2 separate regions of the Mus musculus genome follow, and region 1 is linked to region 2. The links are chromatin contacts, called in public Hi-C maps. All regions are on one chromosome and are shown on one strand. The core of a region is the stretch at or near the end of the contact, and the rest is flanking DNA. Distances in the headings are between cores, read along the strand shown. Region 1 has its middle 45 kb from the start of Ntm. Region 2 overlaps Opcml (opioid binding protein/cell adhesion molecule-like).

The links. Hi-C and Micro-C count contacts between places; a contact is called where the count stands out from the background.
Region 1: a contact with region 2 is called in a Hi-C map of cerebellar granule neurons, with 2.1 times the contacts expected there. The contact joins two enhancer-like sites.

The regions. Positions count from the first base shown.
Region 1 is chr9:29,455,947-29,459,723 of GRCm38.p6, reverse strand. It overlaps a transcript of Ntm not described here. Among named protein-coding and RNA genes, the nearest start is that of Ntm, 45 kb to the right of the region's middle. Within about 2 kb of position 1,358, at least 15 of the 459 cell types and tissues checked have an H3K27ac peak or open chromatin away from gene starts, as enhancers often do. A contact at or near this core is called in cerebellar granule neurons, where this site is marked.
Region 2 is chr9:28,678,470-28,682,805 of GRCm38.p6, reverse strand. The region is part of intron 3 of Opcml (opioid binding protein/cell adhesion molecule-like); the gene reads right to left. Among named protein-coding and RNA genes, the nearest start is that of Gm39313, 280 kb to the right of the region's middle. Within about 2 kb of position 1,370, at least 7 of the 459 cell types and tissues checked have an H3K27ac peak or open chromatin away from gene starts, as enhancers often do. A contact at or near this core is called in cerebellar granule neurons, where this site is marked.

The DNA.
Region 1 (3,777 bases), core at 109-2,608, 780 kb before region 2:
AGACCCTGACCCGTTTGTCTGCAGCCATAGCCAGCCACTTTGTCAGAGCTCCAAAGCCCACAGGAATGGAGAGTCAGGATTCAGAACCCATCTCACAGAATTCAGCTTGTGCACATGTGTCCCCTGCATATCTGCGTGGGCTAAAAATACCTGTGCCCTGCATGGCGCCAGAGATCGCTGACAAAGGCATTCGTATTTGCAGTCGAGACACCCTTGGATTACTTCTGCAGTAACCTCTCTCACATTTTAAACAGGTTGGTTAGAGCCATCACTTAGTCTGCCTCCAGGAGGCAGCCATTAAGAGATGTAGCTGGGAATGGCATTTCTTTCTTTCCTTTTTTTTTTTTTTTTCCTTAAAAGGTTTTTAAAAAGTGACTATTTTCATTACAGTGTCGTAAATTTTCTGGTTTAAAAATAAAATTCATTTGAACTTAAGCTTCTTTAGACAAACTAGTGTCTTCAGGGAAAGTAGGTTAATAGGAAAGGTAGGAGGGGCCAGCTTGTCTCGCCAGTTGTTGGGGAATGCAAGCTGGAACACAGTGAGGCTGCCAAGATGGAGTGGGGGGGGGGGGGAGCAGGTGTAGGAGTGTTGAAAGCAGGGCTCCCTCTCTCCTTCCAGTCTCCTGGATTCTTGAAGAGAGAGCAGGATGCAATCATAGGTTCTGTTATAGGCACAAAGGTAAATTAACCAAGAAATTAACTTTTCAGATGTCCAACCATGAGCCCTCCCAAGTACTCCTCCTGGCCACCTGCTGTTTGCACTTACACTGGGCTAAGGAGGGAATCTGGTTCAACTCTCACCCCAGGCCTTGCCTCCGGGCAGGCTGCAGGGCTCCAGAATTAGAGGGCTGGGGGGGAACAAGAAGCCACCCAGATATAGCAGGAAGGTGCTTGCACCTTGTACATCACAGGAGGTGGCAGAAATTAATCTCTCTCTCTCTCTCTCTCTCTCTCTCTCTCTCTCTCTCTCTCTCTCTCTGTGTGTGTGTGTGTGTGTGTGTGTGTGTGCGCTTTCCTCTGTATGCCTGTGTATGTATATCCTTGTATGTGTATCTTTCCCTGTGTACTTCTATGTTTGGCAGAGTTTCTATGAATCTGTGTTTGTGCATGATTATCTATCAGCTTTTCTCTACCTGTGTCTGCATCTTCCTAGTTGCACATGCGTATTTTTGGGTGTCAGTGTGTGTCTATGTGTGTGTATGCACATTCACACTCTTGTGAGTGTGTTTCTATGACTGCAAAGAGAAGGGTGAAATGTGGACAGAGGTGTTTGGGGACACAAAATAAGGTCTTAAGTACACAGAGCCCACAGGCCAGGGATCCCACCACCAGCAGATGGAGCTGTGGGTACAAGTTTGAAAAAGGCCAGCCTGACTGCTGGCCTTGCAGTGCTAACTGAAGAACCCCTAGCTCCCCCTCATCCCAACCCCTTAACCTCCCCAGCCCCCCACCCCCACCCCTCGCTGTCAAGACTGTGTTTGGGAGCCCACTAATCTGCCTCATACTCCTGCAACAAGGAAATCCCGGGGACAGCAGGGCTGCGCTTAACTGAGGCTGTTTTTCTTGGGCTTGGTGGAGTCACAGGATGAAACTAAGAGCTCACTAGCTATTCCATGCCTTATGGAGAGAATTATACTGTTAGGTAAATGAGCCCCCAAAGCACAATGTGCCCCTCATTTCACAGATAAACAAAAGACCTTAATTCCTTTGTGACTTCGGTCACCTTGCCCTAAGGATCTCTCCCTCCCGCCCCCCCACCCCGCCCCTTTTAACTTTGACCAAGATCTATCAAAGACTCTTCCTCTTCTCCCAGCCCCACCCCCACAACCCCCACCTCTACCCCACCCCCGTGTGATCATTCTTTATCTGCAGTGAACTTCTTACTAATAGCTAGCTCCTATCTGATCTCTCTGTCTGAAATCCTTTCTGGCTGCCATTCATTGTAGACTAGATTCATCTTCCCCACAGAGCTTGGATCCTGTCTGGGTCTGTCCAGATATTTCAGCAGCTTGCACCAAAATCAAGTTCAAGCTAGCTCACACTTGAAATAGCAGTATCCCTGACTCAGTATGCCTCATTTCTCCAAGGACAACCCCTGCTCCATCTTGTCTCCTATGCATACCTTGAGCTCCAACTGTCTTTCAACCTCTGTTAATTTTTTTCTGTTTTATTTACCCATTTTAAATAGTACTTCTGAATGGCTCTATCTCCTCCAATTTTATCCTTTACATAGTACACCTTTCCCTATAATACTGTCCTGATGACATCACTAGACACACCCTTTGCCCCAGGTTCTACAGACCTTTCATCTGCACCCAGTGCTATCCTGTACCCCTTTCACAGGTCACTGTGGTCTTTGATACACATGGCTGATTCTGCAGTTAGCATGGCCTTCTTCACTGTATTCCAACCATCACTGTCCACTGGAACTCGTGAAAGCTCTCCAAATAGGTGAACACAAGCCTAGCAATTGTCGTTATGTGTTCTCCTCCTTTTGTACTTACTTTATAAGAAGTCTGTCTCATCTAGGTCAGTTTTGGAGCCCGATCATCTACTGGTCCAGCCTATGGCCATCTATGTGATGAGTAACAGCTCAGTCAGTGTATTTCCAACATGCCACCCAAATCCCACAACAGTAAGAAAGTGATCATACAGAGACAGAGATGAAAAGGTCATTGTGATTCTTGCTGACACCCCATGCTAACATCCCACTCTCATGAGAACTCACCAAGGTCCTGTAAGAACTCCCTTACTTCCTCCACAGAGCAGTACCTCCAATGACCTGATGAGATGCATGAAGCCCCACCTCTTAAAGGCCCCACCACCTCCTACACTGCACTGTGGTATGGAAGGGGTGGACAAACTTCTAATACAAGAAGCTCTATACTTTTCTTTTTTTAAAAAATTGGGTATTTATTTCATTTACATTTCCAACACTATTCCAAAAGTACCCCACACACTCCCCTACCCACTCCCCCACCCACTCCCCCACCCACCCACTCCCACTTCTTGGCTCTGGCGTTCCCCTGAACTGAGGCAGCAGTTTATATGGGCCAGTCTTTCTCCCAGATCAGAAATGGAAAAGGTATGATCACTGTTTTCCTACTATTAGCTAGGTGACTACACACACAAACACACATACACACACACACACAGACACACACACACACACACATGCTGGCTTCTGTCACCTAAGTGCTTAATGGGTGGAATAAGCCAGGATTAATAGACTCCCACTTTTAAAGTTTTTATACTATCCCCTAGTGTTCAAAGTTTCTTTCTTTGTTCAGAGTCTCTTTCTTCAGAGACTGCTGGGAGGAGAAAGGGGATGCTACCCCCAACACAAGCCTCCTGTCCTCACATGCACCTCACTGGATCCTCATTGTTTCTGAGGAGTGCTCATCCAGCTCAGGCATCCAAGAGTATTTCCAAAATTATTTTCTTCATTTCAGTTCGAAGACGTTCATGTTCTCTTTTTGGGATGCATGCAGAACGCAGACAGGAATTGCAATGATCTGCCACCACTGACATCTGTTCGCATCCTGCTGCCTCCCGAGAAATTGGCCTGTCCTATCCTTGTTCATCCTTCGTCCCAAATAAAATTTAAAATGACTTCAGATGGCTTAGGCAATGCCAGCTCTACGATTTCCAAGTGCTATTTCTAAAACTTCATGTATGTTCTCATTTTAGGTTATTCTTAGTAAAATTATAGTTTTAGAAACAGAAGGAGACTTTGGTGAAAATTTGAGAGATAATTTAATTGTAGATCCCAAGGCA
Region 2 (4,336 bases), core at 121-2,620:
GTAAGAAAAGATAATAGAGGTGATATATAGATGATGATAGAGAGATAAATAGATAAATGATAGATGATAGATAAATAAATGATAGAAGATAGATAGATAGATAGATGATAGATAGATAGATAGATAGATAGATAGATAGATAGATAGATAGATACAAAGACATACATAAATATATACCTACATACATACATACATATGTACATATATAAGCACAAATAAAACAATTTTATGTGTTTTTTTCAGAGAGGAACCAGGAAAGAGAGATTTAAAAACAAAAACAAAAACTTTTCCAATGAAAATGATGGATAATACTCAGTGTCCCCACTAATGATGCTATCAAGGGATCCCTAAATTCTTTGTCCAAATAAACTATAAACCAACAAAGGTTTGTGAGCAAACTTTCTGATTGCCCCATCAGTGGGTAAAATTAAAAGAGACAGACAATCCAAGAAAAAAAAATAACCTTCCGTTGAGAAATTTTACTAAAGAATCATAAGATAGAATTATCAGAAAGGAGCATTTGAGTCCAGTCCACCCTCACCTCCATGTCAAAACCAGGGAAGTGTTTTGTGGTAGGGATCCATTATCTTGTGTGATTCATGGGCACAGATGCATAGATGCTGCTTATAGTTCCTGGCTCAGAACCATGTGTCAAAATGGGATATAAGAGCACATGGAGAGAGGAAGGGGGACAGGAAGGGGGAAGCATGAAAGTAAGGAAGAGAGAGACGCATGGACAAGTGTGCACAGAGGATTTTATTAACTACTTTGTTTATTTCTTCATGTTTGTGTGTCTGTGTATACTTGTGTATGGAGTAGGCCATGGCACATTAGTGTGGACAACAAATGACAATTTGTGAGAAATCAGTTCTCTCTCCCTGCAACATGTAGGGTCATCACGCCTGGCAGCAGGCGCTTTTACTCACTGAGCCATCTCACCAGCCCCTACAGAGAGGATTAAAGTGCGCGTGCTGCACACAGAAAATCAGTTTTACTGCATGCTGTTCATCCCAGGATAAGAAACCTGGAAGGCAATGTCCTAAAGACTCAGGAGCCAAGCTTAGGCTAGGGAGTACATTTTCTCATGCCCAGGCTTGTTCTTTTCTACTTTTCCACCTTGCTTCTGTGAAGAACAAGTGTGATTATAATTTAAAATAGAGGCTGAATAAATTAAATGTATTTCAGGTTGACTGCTTGCTTTTCTTTAAGCTCATAATTATACACGTTAATTCAAATGACTTGGTAATATTTGGGAGGAGAGGGGGAAATCACAGAGAAAAGATTTGGTACAAAGAAGAGTTGGAAGTGGTTTTGTCTCTGAAAAATCTTGTGCACCATGTGGCTCTGTCTGCATCATCCTGCTGTAAACCCTCCTCCCAGGTGCCTGTAGCTCCCAGCCCAGAAATTTCTCATCAGCATCTGCATTTCTTCTTAGCTTCTTTAGAACTTGTCTTTCTCTTAAAGGGCAGCATTTTCCTGCCCATTCACTTCACTCCGAATTAGCAGTGTGGCAGAGGGACACAATTCTGGGGGTTACATAGCAAAAAAATACATTCATTAAGAGGTTCGTAGCCACTTCCCTGCCAGCCTAATTCATTCAAAGCACTCCTGACTCCCTGGATCTCCATTTCTTGCTTTATAGAGTGGTGACTTTCTGCTCTGTCTTCCAGGGATTTTGTAAAGAATAATCAAAAGAGATAATGCATGCAAAGTGCCTTGTTGACTATTTGTATTTTGATAGCTTTCTCTCCAGTGCCAAAAGCTTAACCCAAATGAATAAATGCAGCGAAGGGAATTTAAAACACTTACTAGCTCTATCGTCTAGCACAGTTTCAATCTAAGCCTTGGTTTCTTTATTTGTAAGATACGAAGATGATGCATAGTTTGTCAAGTAGATGCAAAGATCAATTGAGACACGGTTAGTGCATAATGTGGCCAGTGCCCGAGCTAACAGGGGCCCAATAAGAATGGAGTGGGCAGAAAACTAGATTTCCTTTCAGATAACAGCTTGTCTCCCCAAAACAGGATCCACATTAAAATACCCAAAGCCATTTGTATATATAAAAATTACAGAAGCCTTTTGTGAAGTCCCCTATGTATGAATTTCATATTTCATATTTCATATTTCTCTCTATCTCTGCTTCATGTAGGTGTATGTATGTGTAGGGGTGTTGGGGATTTGGTGCATGTGAATGCACATATATTGATATATACATGTGTATGGAGGCCTCAATATCCTCCTCAATTTTCTCTACTTTATCTTTTGAGACAGAACATTTTACTGAATCTGGAGAGTGCTGACTCAGCAAGGACTGGCCATTAAGCTCCAGGCACCCCCCCTTCTCCTCTCCAGTGCAATGATTACATGCATGCATTTTTATGTCCCTGCTGGGATCCGAACTCATATTCTCATGCTTGCCTAACATGTTTTCTAGCATGTTGAGCCTATTTCATCTTAAGATGAATCATTTCTGAGCCTCTGAACAAATCTAGGCTTTGTAAAAAAACACTCAGTCCAGGAGAGAACCTTGCCTTACAGGCCCCAGATTTCTAAGCCAGCCCAGAGAAAGGCTGAGAGTATCAACACTCCTCAAGCAAAGATAGACACAATTTCCCTTCTGCATCCATTTCTAACAAATAGCAACACCCCAGACCACCAGTACTCATAGATCTGGTGAGGTTTCAGAACATGGAGAGTTAATGAAGATTAGGATGGCAATTAGATCTTGGATTCCCAAAGGAGAAGGGGTTTTCAGTACTTACATAGGATAAAATGGTAACATTTAAAATGTGTACCCCTGGAGGGATGAGCTACTAGAAAATTAATTATCTTCTCTCTGCCTCTCTCCCAGCTTCTTTGTAGCATTTATGGCGGCTTTGGGGTCCCTCCCTCACAGCTCATTTTCTTTTTGGGGCTTTGTCGTTAATTCCTGATGGTACCATTCAATGTTGGCAGTCAGAGGGAAGCAAAACAAAATAATACACAAGAAAAAAAATCAGAGACATTCTTTATGACCCTAGAGCCGAGAAGTAAGCAAGCATGATTGGCAGGAGAGAGGCATTGGAAAAAGCTGAGATGTCGGTCTTGTAATCATACTATTACTATAACAGCAAAAGCCCATGGAGGGAAAACCTCAGACCCATTGAAAAGAACCTCTGGGTAGACTCCCAGCATTCTAGTTGGGCTGTGTCAATCAGTTGCCCAAGGGCCAATCCCAAGGGCAGGCTCATCTGGCAGCCTTACTAAAAGGATAAGAAGAATAATTAGTCCTTTAGTAAGGTACTATATTTTTCTTCCTAGAATCCCACTTCTAGTATAGGAACTTAGAGTTCACAGCCATGTGGCTTCCTAAGTAGACCTACTTCTCCCTTTTTTTTTTTTTTCTTCTTCTTCTCTAGAAAAGAAGTAGAAACAGGTTTTCTTTAACAATGTGAGCCAACATTTTAGGCTCCTTTGTTCTTTCCCTAAAGCCTTGAAACCCTCCATTTCATTGCTGGTTCACCAAGTATCTGACTTGCATATCAGTTTCAATGGCATGGCTTTTCCATTCCTGCCTCAGGATAGTTGCTGGGGTATGAAGCCCTTCTGCTCTGGGCGTTTATCTCCTTTAAATTTTAATAATAATTGTCATTAGCTTTCATTTGAGTCCATGCCCGATTTCTTTTTAAATGAGACTTATAACCCTAAGAGATGACGCCAAATTTCCCTGTATCAATGTGGTTGTGGTTCAAGACCAGTCTCTACTGCTTGTCCCTTGTGGCCCATGGCAGGCTCCCACCTTCCTGAGCTACATACAGTCAGTTAATTTGCAAATTGATATAACAGTCAATGTTCTGCAGCTTCCCAGAGTTTATTGCAAGGGTCAAATGCAATCGAGATTGTGAGCATCTTTGAATACATGTGTGGAATTGGAAGCATCCCTGGCATGGTAGATCTCTTAGCATGGCATGTTCTAGACTTCTGCCCTACTGAGAACTTTCTCTATGACTATCCACTTGAACTCATCAAACAATGGCTGGCTCACCTCTGCACCCCTGTCCACTTGGAGAGGTTTCAGGATGCCTCCTTGCTGGATTACCTTAGAGATAAACATCCCTGAGCATCTACAATGCCACAGCAGGCTAATGGCTGGGACCCCAGATAAATAAATCATGATTCTTGTTCTCTAGGAATAGTTAGCCTTATCAGCTAAGCCTCTACCAAGCTAGTAAACCCTGATAGGACAGAGTCTCAAACACTGGTATTAAACTACAGCTGCACCTTCATGTTGTCACATCTATGTGATGCTGTTGTTACAGATGATCATAGAATTTTATCTCAGCGCTTATTACCAGG